Linked DNA regions of Muntiacus reevesi: region 1 is linked to region 2. A link is a contact called in public Hi-C data. All regions are on one chromosome and are shown on one strand. Each heading gives the region's core, a stretch centred on a gene start, on an enhancer-like site or on the middle of the called end of the contact. The rest is flanking DNA. Distances are from core to core; before and after follow the strand shown.

Region 1 (5,155 bases), core at 2,144-4,643, 250 kb after region 2:
TCCAGGATACTGAGAGACAGGGAGGTTTGGCATACTGCAGTTCATGGGGGTCACAAAAAGTCAGACATGACTTAGCAACTGAACAACAGCAGTAACAACAGCAGTATCTTTCTTAAGCTAAAGACTTAAATGATCAAGCCCTTCACTCTCAAGATCTTCATAAACTCAAGTGTCTTCAGGGCCATGTGGTAGGTTAAATAGCAACCAAGTGAGGCAATGAGAAAACAGGAACCATCTATATGTCTTCGAACTGGGTTGACTGGGGGATTAACATCATCAGAGCCTTTGATTTTTTTGGAAGAAGTCAAAATATTTGCTTTTATTTTTCTTTTTAAATTTTCTGATAATTAAAATTTTTAAGTAATTTATTTTAATTGGCTGTGCTGGGTCTTAGTTATGGCATGTAGTATCTTTGACCTTCCTTGTGGCAGGTGGGCTCTTTCTTAGTTTCAGTATATGGGGTCTAGTTCTCTGACCCAAAGGGCGAACCCTGGACCCCTTGCATTGGGAGTGCAGAGTTTCAGCCACTGGACCACCAGGGAAGTCCCAAGACTTGCTTTTTAAATGTTATCTTCTGATATCAATTCAAAAATTTAAAAATATTTAAATCGAACCAAATGGAACACCTCAGTGAGCTAAGCCCTATCTCAGGTTTTAGGCCTAGATGCAACTGGATCTGAGTTTGTGAAATCAGATTTTAAAATCTAACTTTAATTTTGCCTTATTATAATGCTTTAACTGATTACAAATTGCCTGAACTCAACATCACAGTGTTGGGTTAGCTTCTGCTATACAACAAAGTGAACCAGCCACACATATACATATATCCTCCCCTCCTTGGATTTCTCCAGGAAAATATTTAACGCTGAAATTGGGAGTCAGATAACTTTAAGCTTGTGACCTGAGGCAAATACTCAACCTCACTTTTACCCTCATCTTTAAACAAGTAAAAATAGTACCTAGATTGAAGAGGTTTTGTGAATAGTAAATAAAGATTTCACATAGAGTGCTGACCAGTGATTTAGATCTAAGTGCCAAGAAAGGCTGGCAGTTATTACCAGAGGCAATCAATAATAGAAGTTGACTTGAAGAGAGACTAGATCTTTTTTTTAAGAGATGGGCTTCCCACCTGGCACAGTGGTAAAGAATCTGCTTGCCATTGCAAGAGACACAGGAGACTTAGGTTCAATCCCTGGGTCAGGAGAAGGAAGTGGCAACCCACGCCAGTCTTCTTGCCTGGAAAATTCCATGGACAGAAGAACAAAGGTATTTTGTATTGTAATATTTTTAGTGCATTTGGTATGTCTTCTCGATCATTTCCGCTCCATCAAGACAGATGATGTTTACATGGTACATGCCCATAGGTGTATCTAGAATCTCATTAAAAAAGAATTCCATATATATGCGTTAGTATACTGTATTGGTCTTTATCTTTCTGGCTTACTTCACTCTGTATAATGGGCTCCAGTTTCATCCATCTCATTAGAACTGATTCAAATGAATTCTTTTTAATGCCTGAGTAATATTCCATGGTGTATATGTACCACAGCTTCCTTTAGAATTTAGAAAGATGGTAACGATAACCCTATATGCAAAACAGAAAAGGAGACACAGATATACAGAACAGACTTTTGGACTCTGTGGGAGAAGGCGAGGGTGGGATGTTTAGAGAGAACAGCATTGAAACATGTATATTATCAAGGGTGAAGCAGATCACCAGCCCAGGTTGGATGCACGAGACAAGTGCTCCGGGCTGGTGCACTGGGAAGACCCAGAGGGATGGGGTGGGGAGGGAGGTGGGATGGGGGATCGGAATGGGGAATACATGTAAATCCATGGCTGATTCATGTCAACGTATGGCAAAAACCACTACAATATTGTAAAGTAATTAGCCTCCAACTAATAAAAATAAATGAAAAAGAAAAGAATTCCAATTTTGGGATGATATACATAAAACATTTTATAAGCATGTAATTAATGAAATTAACACCTGAAAGTTTTCTTAAATTGTTGTTTAACAAGGAAAAATACAAATATTGCTATTTTTTCAATATGTAGAATTTTAGATTTTTTGTAATATGTGGAATTTTGAAAAGTGCTAATTTTTCTATAACTCTGCACCACAGAACAAAAACCTTATTTTTGTTAAAATTTCTATCTACAAACTTTATAAATTTCTTTCATGTTACGATAGTGATCATTTAAACTTGTGTATTTTAGTCCCTTAGTCGTTTCTGACTCTTGGCGACCGCATGAACTACACCCGGCCACGGTCCTCTGTCCATGGAATTCTCCAGGCAAGAATACTGGAGTGAGTTGCCATTCCCTTCTCCAGGGGATCTTCCTGACCCAGGGATCGAACATGGGTCCCTGCTCCTGCATTGCAGGCAGATTCTCTACTGTCTGAGCTACCAGGGAAGCCCAATTAAAACTTTGTATGATATAGTAAGGTAAACCATACAAATAATATCCAAGTCAGAAACTTTTCTAAACTTTAATTACTTAAGTGTATTTTTCCTGAATAATACGTTTACTTTTAACCAGCCCAGATGTCAAGAGTTAAAGGCTAACAGTCCCCGTCATCGTCATCACTCTTTCCTATGAAAATACTACAGTATTTTCAATGAGAGTGTAAACAAACCATTGTTTCAGGTTTTATTTACACTGGAGCTGTCTGGCAAAATTTCACGCTTGATCTAGCTATTTGTCGTGATTCCAAGTTTTAAAAAGTGATCCTTTCTCTCTTCAGTACTTCCTCCGTGGCATCTACTTCCAAGACCTCTTTTCCCCATTCTTTATTTCTCCCCAAGACGTTGTTGTTTGAGCCACTTTTTAGTATAAAGTGTTATTTTTCTTTCTGACTGTAAGACTAATAGAAAAATCATACAAGGCAGAAATAAATGTTTAATATATTGCTGTCGGTTCTTCGAGCCTTCAGTTTTCCTTTGACTAAGCCATCTTTTAACCAGAAAAGAGCATAAAATAGCAGAGACCCGGGTTGGCGCAGGAAAATGTCACCAGGTGAGGAAGAGGTGGAAAGTTTACACGAGCGAAGACGCGTAAATATTTTGTTTATACAGATCATCGTCTGTTAAAGACAAAATAGTGGAACCTGTGCAAAAGTTGGAAATCTAGTAGGAAAGGGAAAGACTAAAAACTCCAGGAAAACGTCAGAACAGCCGCTCGAACAGGGCGGGGTCGCGCGGCGCCGGTCCTGCCTCCAGTTGGAGCCGGAAGGGCGGACCCCAGGGGGCGGGGCCAACGGAGGGGGTGGTCCGGTTGGGGAGGAGCATACTCTGCATGGGCGGGGCCGAACCCTTGGGGCGGAGTCGGGGCGGGGCGGCATAGGAGCAAGGGCTGGTGGGAGACCTGAGCGCTCCCGGCGAAGGGGGCCGCAGCACCTGATGGAGAACAAATGACTGCTTCCGCACGTGGAGAACTTTTAACGAACACGTGAGGGAAGAAAGGCAAAGTCTGTGGAAAATTTACTTCACAACTCTGGCGCCCAGCCCCTTGGCGACACCCTGTTTGCTGTGTTCCCAGGGTCTTTGCCCACTCCCATTGTTGCCTCGCCCCCGGCCCCACGGCTAGAGCACAGCTCTCTCAAGCAGCCCCCGCCCTCGGCGGCCTGGTTTGGGAAGCCCTCCCGGAGGCAGCCAGGCGGGCAGTCTGCGCCTGCTCCGCACCCAGGGCCCCGCGGTGGGGCGGGGCCGTTGAGGAAGGGGCGTGTCTCCCGCCTTTGCGCGGGGGGCGGTGCCCCGCGGCCTGGCCTGCCCAGGCGCCGGGTCCTCTGACGTCACCTCGCCGTGACGCGTACGCGGTAGGAAAACTGTAAGTTTCTGAGGATTCCTGAAGCTGCTTGGGCCTCCGGGGCTCGCCCAGCTGTCCGCACCCCACGAGTCGGTGGTGGCCTTGGGTTCCGCCCCTGGGGCGGTCCGGGGAGCCGCCGAACGCGGTGACGGGACAGGTACCCGCCCGGGGCGGGAGCGCACTCTCCGTGGCAGGCTGGGCGGCAGTGAGAGGCGAGGCCGCGCCCTGGGAGACGCGCACGGTCTCCCTTGGGACCACAGTGGAGGCCAGAGAATGGGGAGTCCAAGGGAAGAGCCTCTTTTCTTTCTTCCTCGTAGAGAGGACTGAATTCCATCTGCCCTGGAGTTTGACATGTTGAGTCAGCGGTGCAGGGTTCCTGCAGAGACCCCCGCACATCTGGGCTTCCTTTGGGGTCCCCGCAGCTTCCAGATAGCTGAGGGCGAGCTGCAGGGATGGCCACTTGCTGCCTCAGTTTCCTTTTTTTGTGTAAAATGAAGGCATAAAGGTCTCTGACCTCCCTAATGGGCATTTCCCAGGGCCGGGAGCGTTGTGAGAGGTAACCTTGCCAGGAGAAGACTTAAGCCAGTCGGTTATTCTGAGAATGTGGTGACCAGCGGCCCTGACAGAGGTCTTGTAGGTAGGAGAATGTTTTCAAAATTTTGCCTTCTCTCCTCCTTCCGCCCATCTAATCACGGACAACACTTGAACCGGATCACAGATCTGAATTCTTGTCTCTGAGCTTGGTGGACAGGGGTCAAGAAATCACTGGTATCAGTATCACAATGTTCTCAGCAATTAAAACGCCCTCTTGTCTGGTGTTGTAGAGAAAGCGCCCTGGAATGAGCACAGTATACTCAACACAGACACACTGTGTTTTAGGGATTGTTGATCTGTCAGTTTGGAATATCACCTTATCATATGTTACTGCTTGACTTTCTTGGCTTGCCAGAGGTTGGTGCATTTTTGATGAGTTAGTGTATACTGTGATACTTCTCAAATTCAGGAGCAAGTGTTTGTTAAGAACTTTGAAAGGAAGACTATTGGGCGCCCCTAGGGTGTATTTATTCAGGAAGTTGAATACAAAACACTTCTGTAAATTCAGCTCAGGGGCCCAATACACTTCCATCCAAGTTTGAAGAGCCTTAGAAAGCAAGGGTTCTGATTTTTGTTTCTGTTACTAGCTTGTGTCCAAAGAGAAGTCACCCAAGCTGGGAACTTTCTTTTTCTCCCTAAAATGGGAGATGATAGTATATGTACTGTTTCTTTTTTGAGGCTCAGACGCAATCATGAAAATGAAAGGCTGTCTAAGTATTGTTATTAAGAAACTCCGGCTGGTCCACTGACC
Region 2 (5,463 bases), core at 455-2,954:
ATTTCCCTACTCTCAGAAACTCGTTTTAAAAATAACGCAGGAACCCATACGAGCCCCTCGGTCCGCTAGGTCCGTGCAATTCCTTATATAGACTCGGCCGCAGCCAGCGGCAGGGCCGTAGCCGCCCATTATTCTCCAAACAGGTACCGGGCGGGCGGGGGCCGCGCTCCGGCCTCGGCCCTGTCGCCGCAGGAACTGTCCAGACAATACCCACCAGCAGACGGTCGCCGCGGAGCGGGCGGGCGGGCGGGCGCAGCATCGCCCCCCAGATAAGCAGAAATGCAACCAACTTCCACCGTCTCTCCCCACCGCAAAGGGCGAGTGTGCAGCCCACCAATACATGTTCGGGGCTCGCTCGCTCGCTCTCCCGTTATTATTGTTATTTTTCTAAACTCTCACGCCAGGCAGATGGGGGGGTGCGCCCCTCCCCGCGCAGCATCAGCACTCATTAGTAAACCCGGCGGCCGCCGCCGCCGCTGCCGCGCGGGCAGCGGCGCCCCGCGTCCGTCGGTCCGGCCGCCTCCCTCCCCCACACTCCTTCCACCCGAGACCCCGAGCGCCATCCAAGCTCCCTTCGCCGGCTTCACGCCCTGCGCGTCCGGCCCAGGTAACAACTTCCCCAAACCGAAAGAGAACAAGGGAGGCGCACGCTCGGCAGCCCATCCCCGCGCGGAGGAGGCGTCCTCCCGGGCGGGGGGACCTGTCTGCGGTGCTTCCCGGTCCCGAAACCAGGTAACAACTCTGCCAACCCGCCGCCGCCGCCCCCCACACACAAACCCCGCGGCTCCCACGGCCGCGGTTCCGCGCCCGCCCCGCCCGCCGGCTCCCCGCGGGACGCGGACCGCGCTCGGGGCGCTTAAGGGACCCGCACCCCACCCCGAGGACCGTGAAGCCCCGTCCCGCGCCGAGCGCGCCTCGCCGGCCGCTCCCAACTTTACCGCCACTGGCCCGGCCCGTCCGCCCGCCGCGCGCTCCGCGCACACGCGCGCACGGACGACACGCAGCCCGCGGCCGCCGCGTCCCGCCGCCGCGCGCCCGCAGCCCGGCCAAGCCGCGGGGCCCGAGCCACCGCGCCGGCGGGGCCGCGGCGCGCGGAAGCCACTCTGCACGGGCAAGCGTCGGGCACAAGTTAGTTCCTCGGCTCCGGGGCCTCGGCGCCGCGGGGACGAAGCGCCGAGGGCGCCGAGGAGGCGGGGAGGGGGGCGCCGAGGGGGCACAAGAGTGGGGAAAAAGTGCGGAAAGAAGCAACAGCCGCTCCCCCCCGAGCCCAGAAAAGTGGGCGCCGCGTCCCGGCCGCCCGCCCGCGCCGGGGATGCGGCGGCGGCGGCGGCTAACGGTCCAGCGAGGCGGCAGGGGCGGCGGGAGCCGCTAGGCGGAGAGACCAGGTAAGAGACATAACGGTTCAGGGAGAGCGGGCGGCCGCGGCGCGGCTCCGGCGGCGGCGGCCCGGAGGGGGGCAGAGAGCACTACTTTCTACTTTCCCACTCCACTTGGCCCGTCCCTGCCCGGCCGCCCCCAGCCCAGCTCGCCCCCCTCGCCCTCGGGGGCGCCCCGGCCGCCCGGCTCCCCCTGACTCCGCCGCTCCCCGGTCCCCTCCGCCACTCACCGTTATTGCGCCGCGGGTTCGCCTGCTTTCTGCGCTTACACCTGGGGCCATCCGCCATGATCCTCTCGCTTGTGTCTAAATGCTCGAGTCACCTCCTCCCCCTCCCTCCCTCCCCCTTTCCCCCCCCCGCCCCTCCGCCTCCACCCCTCCCCCCTCCCCACCGCACCTGGTTTACGACACTCGAGGCTTTACGACATCACCTTCCTTACACCTAGAGCCACTCGCTCTACGGCCGGAACCTTGTTGCTAGGGAGAGGACGGTTTGCGGCAGACGGGGGAGCAGCTGAGTTTGCATGGAGGGGCGAGGAAAAAGTTTCCTCCAGGTGTCGCGGGCGGGGGTGGCGGGGTGGGGGCGCGGGGGAACCGTGCGGACGTGGTCCGGAGGGCGACTGGCCGTCGGAGCCGAGAAAGGTAAAATAGGAGCTCTGAACTGGCCACACCCGCTGCTGCCGCCAGGGGCACGTTCGGGTCTGGCTGATTCTCGCAGGCATCCCGTGCCCTCGGAGCCGCCCCCGGAGTGGCGGGATCAACCTGTCCTCCTTCGGCCTTACGGGGGGCGTGGTGGGGGGGCGGTTCACGCAACCCCGGCCGCCCGGGGATGCTCCGCGATCGGGGGGCGGGCAGGAGGGTCTGGGGAGCGGCGGACAGCTGTTTCGGGACACGCGGCGCCCCGAAACTACCTGACCCCGCACGTCGGACTCCCCGCCCCTCCGCGGACGTACAGTGTCCCCCCCCCCCGCCGAGCAAACCGGGGGTGGGAAGTGACTTCAACGAGGTAGAAGTTCAGCTGGACCGAAAGAGGGGCGAGAAGTTCCGCTTGCGAGCCACCTCGGCAGTGAAGCGGAATGAGTAATCCCCACGCCGGCCTGTCTCACTTCCTCCTGCGCGCTGGGCGCTCACCTGCTGTCACCTCGGCAGCCCCCGCCCCCAGGCCGCGCCCTTCTCCCTGCGGCCACGTCCGCCCTGCTCCCCGCCCCCCCCCCCCCCCCCGCCAGTACATCGCCCAGATCCGAGGCCCCCAGACTTAAAGAGTTAGGGTGTTAACAGGCCACAATTTAGTATCTGGGTGGGCAGCGGTCGCTGTGCAGAAACTTAGGGAGTGAAACGAGGGCCGGCAGGTGTGGTCTTGGCAGGTGATGGATGGCGATCTTATCTCGATCTGCGTACAAGTTCAGGGATTTCTGAAAGACCACGTAGATACCAGCACAAATACCAAGAAGGTCACGTCTTCAGTATTCAGTAGAGACTTCGCTCTCCCCTCCTCCCCGCCTTCAAATGAGGAAATGTCTTTGGGACCAACTTGAGAGAATACAGCTGAGCTGTGTTTCGAATAATAAAGAGTTATAAATGAACATTGTAAGAGATGATAGCTAAAGAAGTTGAGAAGACTGAAACGTCACAAAGTATTAGAAGTAACAGTCAACCTAGCACAGTGCTGTCACATTAGGTGCTCACCAAATTTATGCCTATGATTTTTGTCATGACGATGGCAGGACTTTTTTATTATGTTAATTTTTTGAACACCATCCAGGCTTTTGGAAGATTCATTAATAATCTCTCCAAACCTTTCATCTGAAATAAATTTACAGCTGAAGTCTAGTAATTTAAAATTAGAAAGTTTAATCCTGAATATAGATGAAAATTTTCTTTCCCACGTTTGCTTTGGCATTTTGATAAGTGGATGTGTTATTTATTGGTGCATGAAAGGGGACTGTAACTATTCTTTGCTGTACATTATGTCTGTGTGCCTGGTTTCTTCCTCAGTACCAAAGCTAGAATCATCACTCTTAATGATCATCTTAAGTACAGGCAGTCCTGATCTCAATACCATGTTCACCGAACTTGTGCATGCGAGAACCAGAACAAGGCTCATTCATTGCTTGGTTCAAGTGGTGATTTTTCCCTACCCTCCCAAGAGCTATATAATGTTCTTCAGTTGCAGGCTTCTGAATCAGCTTAGACTTTATCCTTTGCGGGCATCCCTGCCCCACCTCTCAACACACACACACACACACCCCTGCCCCACCTCTCAACACACACACACACACACACACACACACACACACACACACACGCACACACACACGCACACACACACCCCTACCCCACCTCTCAACACACACACACATCCCTGCCCCACCTCAACACACACACCATCTCCCTGTACCACCTCTCAACACACACACACACCCTTTTTACAGCTATCCAGCCAGAAAGGAAAAAAAAGTACTTTCTAACTCAAGCACACATTTCACTTAGTCTTAAACTTAGGAAGTATCACACCTTTTACTGAAGTAACCTGTCCTGATCCACCTACTAAGCTTTATTCTGTGTTCATGGGAGTGTGCTCGGTTGTGTCCGGCTCTTTGCAACCCCATGGCCTGTAGCCTGCCAGTCTCCTCTGTCCTTGGGATTATCCTGGCAAGAATCCTGGAGTGGATTGCCATTTATTCTTCCAGGGGATCTTCTGACCCAGGGATCTAACCTGCATCTCCTGTGTCTCCTGCATGGGCAGGCAGATTCTTTACCACTGAGCCACCTGGGAAGCCCCTTCTGTGTTTATCCTCACCTTGAAATCAGATACAAAGTGAAGGAATAAACCAAGCATGAGTTAAACTGTCTTTAGTGGTTACTGGTTTAGTTAGTTTGGGCCAGACTATTCAGCTCCTTGCAGACTGATACCTTTTTTTCCCCCTTTTGCTTGCTTGTTCATTTCTGTACCCTCAGTACCTGGTAGGGTACCTAGTCACATAGCAGATACTTGATAAGTAATTTTTTTTTTTTTAAGTTAGTACCATTGACCTTTTCTGGATCTGTTCTTGGCTATAAACTAAGGGTGGTTTATCTGCCTTCATCACATTAATTCTTAGGGGCTGTTGAAATTATGGATGTGAAAGCCATTTATTGTCATTTATATCCTGCCTTATTTTGAGAATAATTGCTGTTGATTTTAGATTCTCCACAGTCATTTTCCCCCAAATGATTAATCCTGCTCACTTCTGTTTTTTAAATATGCACAGGAAATACTGATATACCAAATTTTCTAATACAAAATTTCAATTTTTTAAAAATGCTGTAGTAATAGGTGAGTGGAGGACAAAGGATCCTGGCATGCTATAGTCTGTGGTATCACACAGAGTTAGACATGACTTAGCAACTGAACAATAACAGATTGTAAACATAATACATGTTTAAACGCACTTTATTTACTATGATGTTCCCAAAATTATTGAACTCTTAAGCTGAAAATAAAGCAGGCAAAAGTAAATCTCAGAATAGAGTGCTGCTTTAAACCTGATGCATATGTGATGGTTGCTTATCTCTTAAATAGAAGAATTAGGAAAAAATCTTTCGAAAAACTCTAGAAAAGGAATTTCTAAATAAATGTGTTAAGATTTAGGTTTGTTTAGTCAATTATACTTCAAAATTTAGGTTTCCTTAAACAAGATGGGGGTACTAGTTAGAGTTTAACATGTGCCCTGTACTGTTGGTTTTTAGTATTTGTGGTGTCATTATACAATGTATATTCAATGTGTACTCCTAATTTTAATGTCACTGAAATGTTAACACTGCTTCTGGAGAGCACTGGGGTTGCACATGCTGAAGGAGAGGTATTCTGCTAAAAATGAATTACTGTAATCTTTTCTAAATTTATAGGGAAAATGTAAATCAGTGGAATATTTTCAATATTGAGTTTTCTATAAATTTTTCATAAATCCTTTGCACCTGCTATTCACATTCCATGTAAGATTCATGTATACAGTAGGATAAAATTTGACATAGTTAAGTTTAAAATGTGCATATTTCATGGTGTCCCACTTGGAGCATATGATTTCCACATACCTCACTTTCTGAAC

The links. Hi-C and Micro-C count contacts between places; a contact is called where the count stands out from the background.
Region 1: a contact with region 2 is called in a Hi-C map of muscle, with 7 times the contacts expected there. The contact joins the promoter of ZNF438 here to the promoter of ZEB1 in region 2. A contact is called at or near these places in 2 of 3 Hi-C or Micro-C datasets (blood and muscle).

The regions. Positions count from the first base shown.
Region 1 is chr2:33,435,967-33,441,121 of mMunRee1.1, forward strand. It overlaps ZNF438 (zinc finger protein 438), which reads left to right and starts at 3,394. Exons shown (of 8, transcript XM_065921226.1): 1 at 3,394-3,831. The region is part of intron 3 of LOC136157125 (craniofacial development protein 2-like); the gene reads left to right.
Region 2 is chr2:33,191,990-33,197,452 of mMunRee1.1, forward strand. It overlaps ZEB1 (zinc finger E-box binding homeobox 1), which reads right to left and starts at 1,705. Exons shown (of 9, transcript XM_065921220.1): 1 at 1,607-1,705. The coding sequence starts at 1,664. LOC136159241 (a long non-coding RNA gene) reads left to right here and starts at 489. Exons shown (of 4, transcript XR_010661432.1): 1 at 489-607.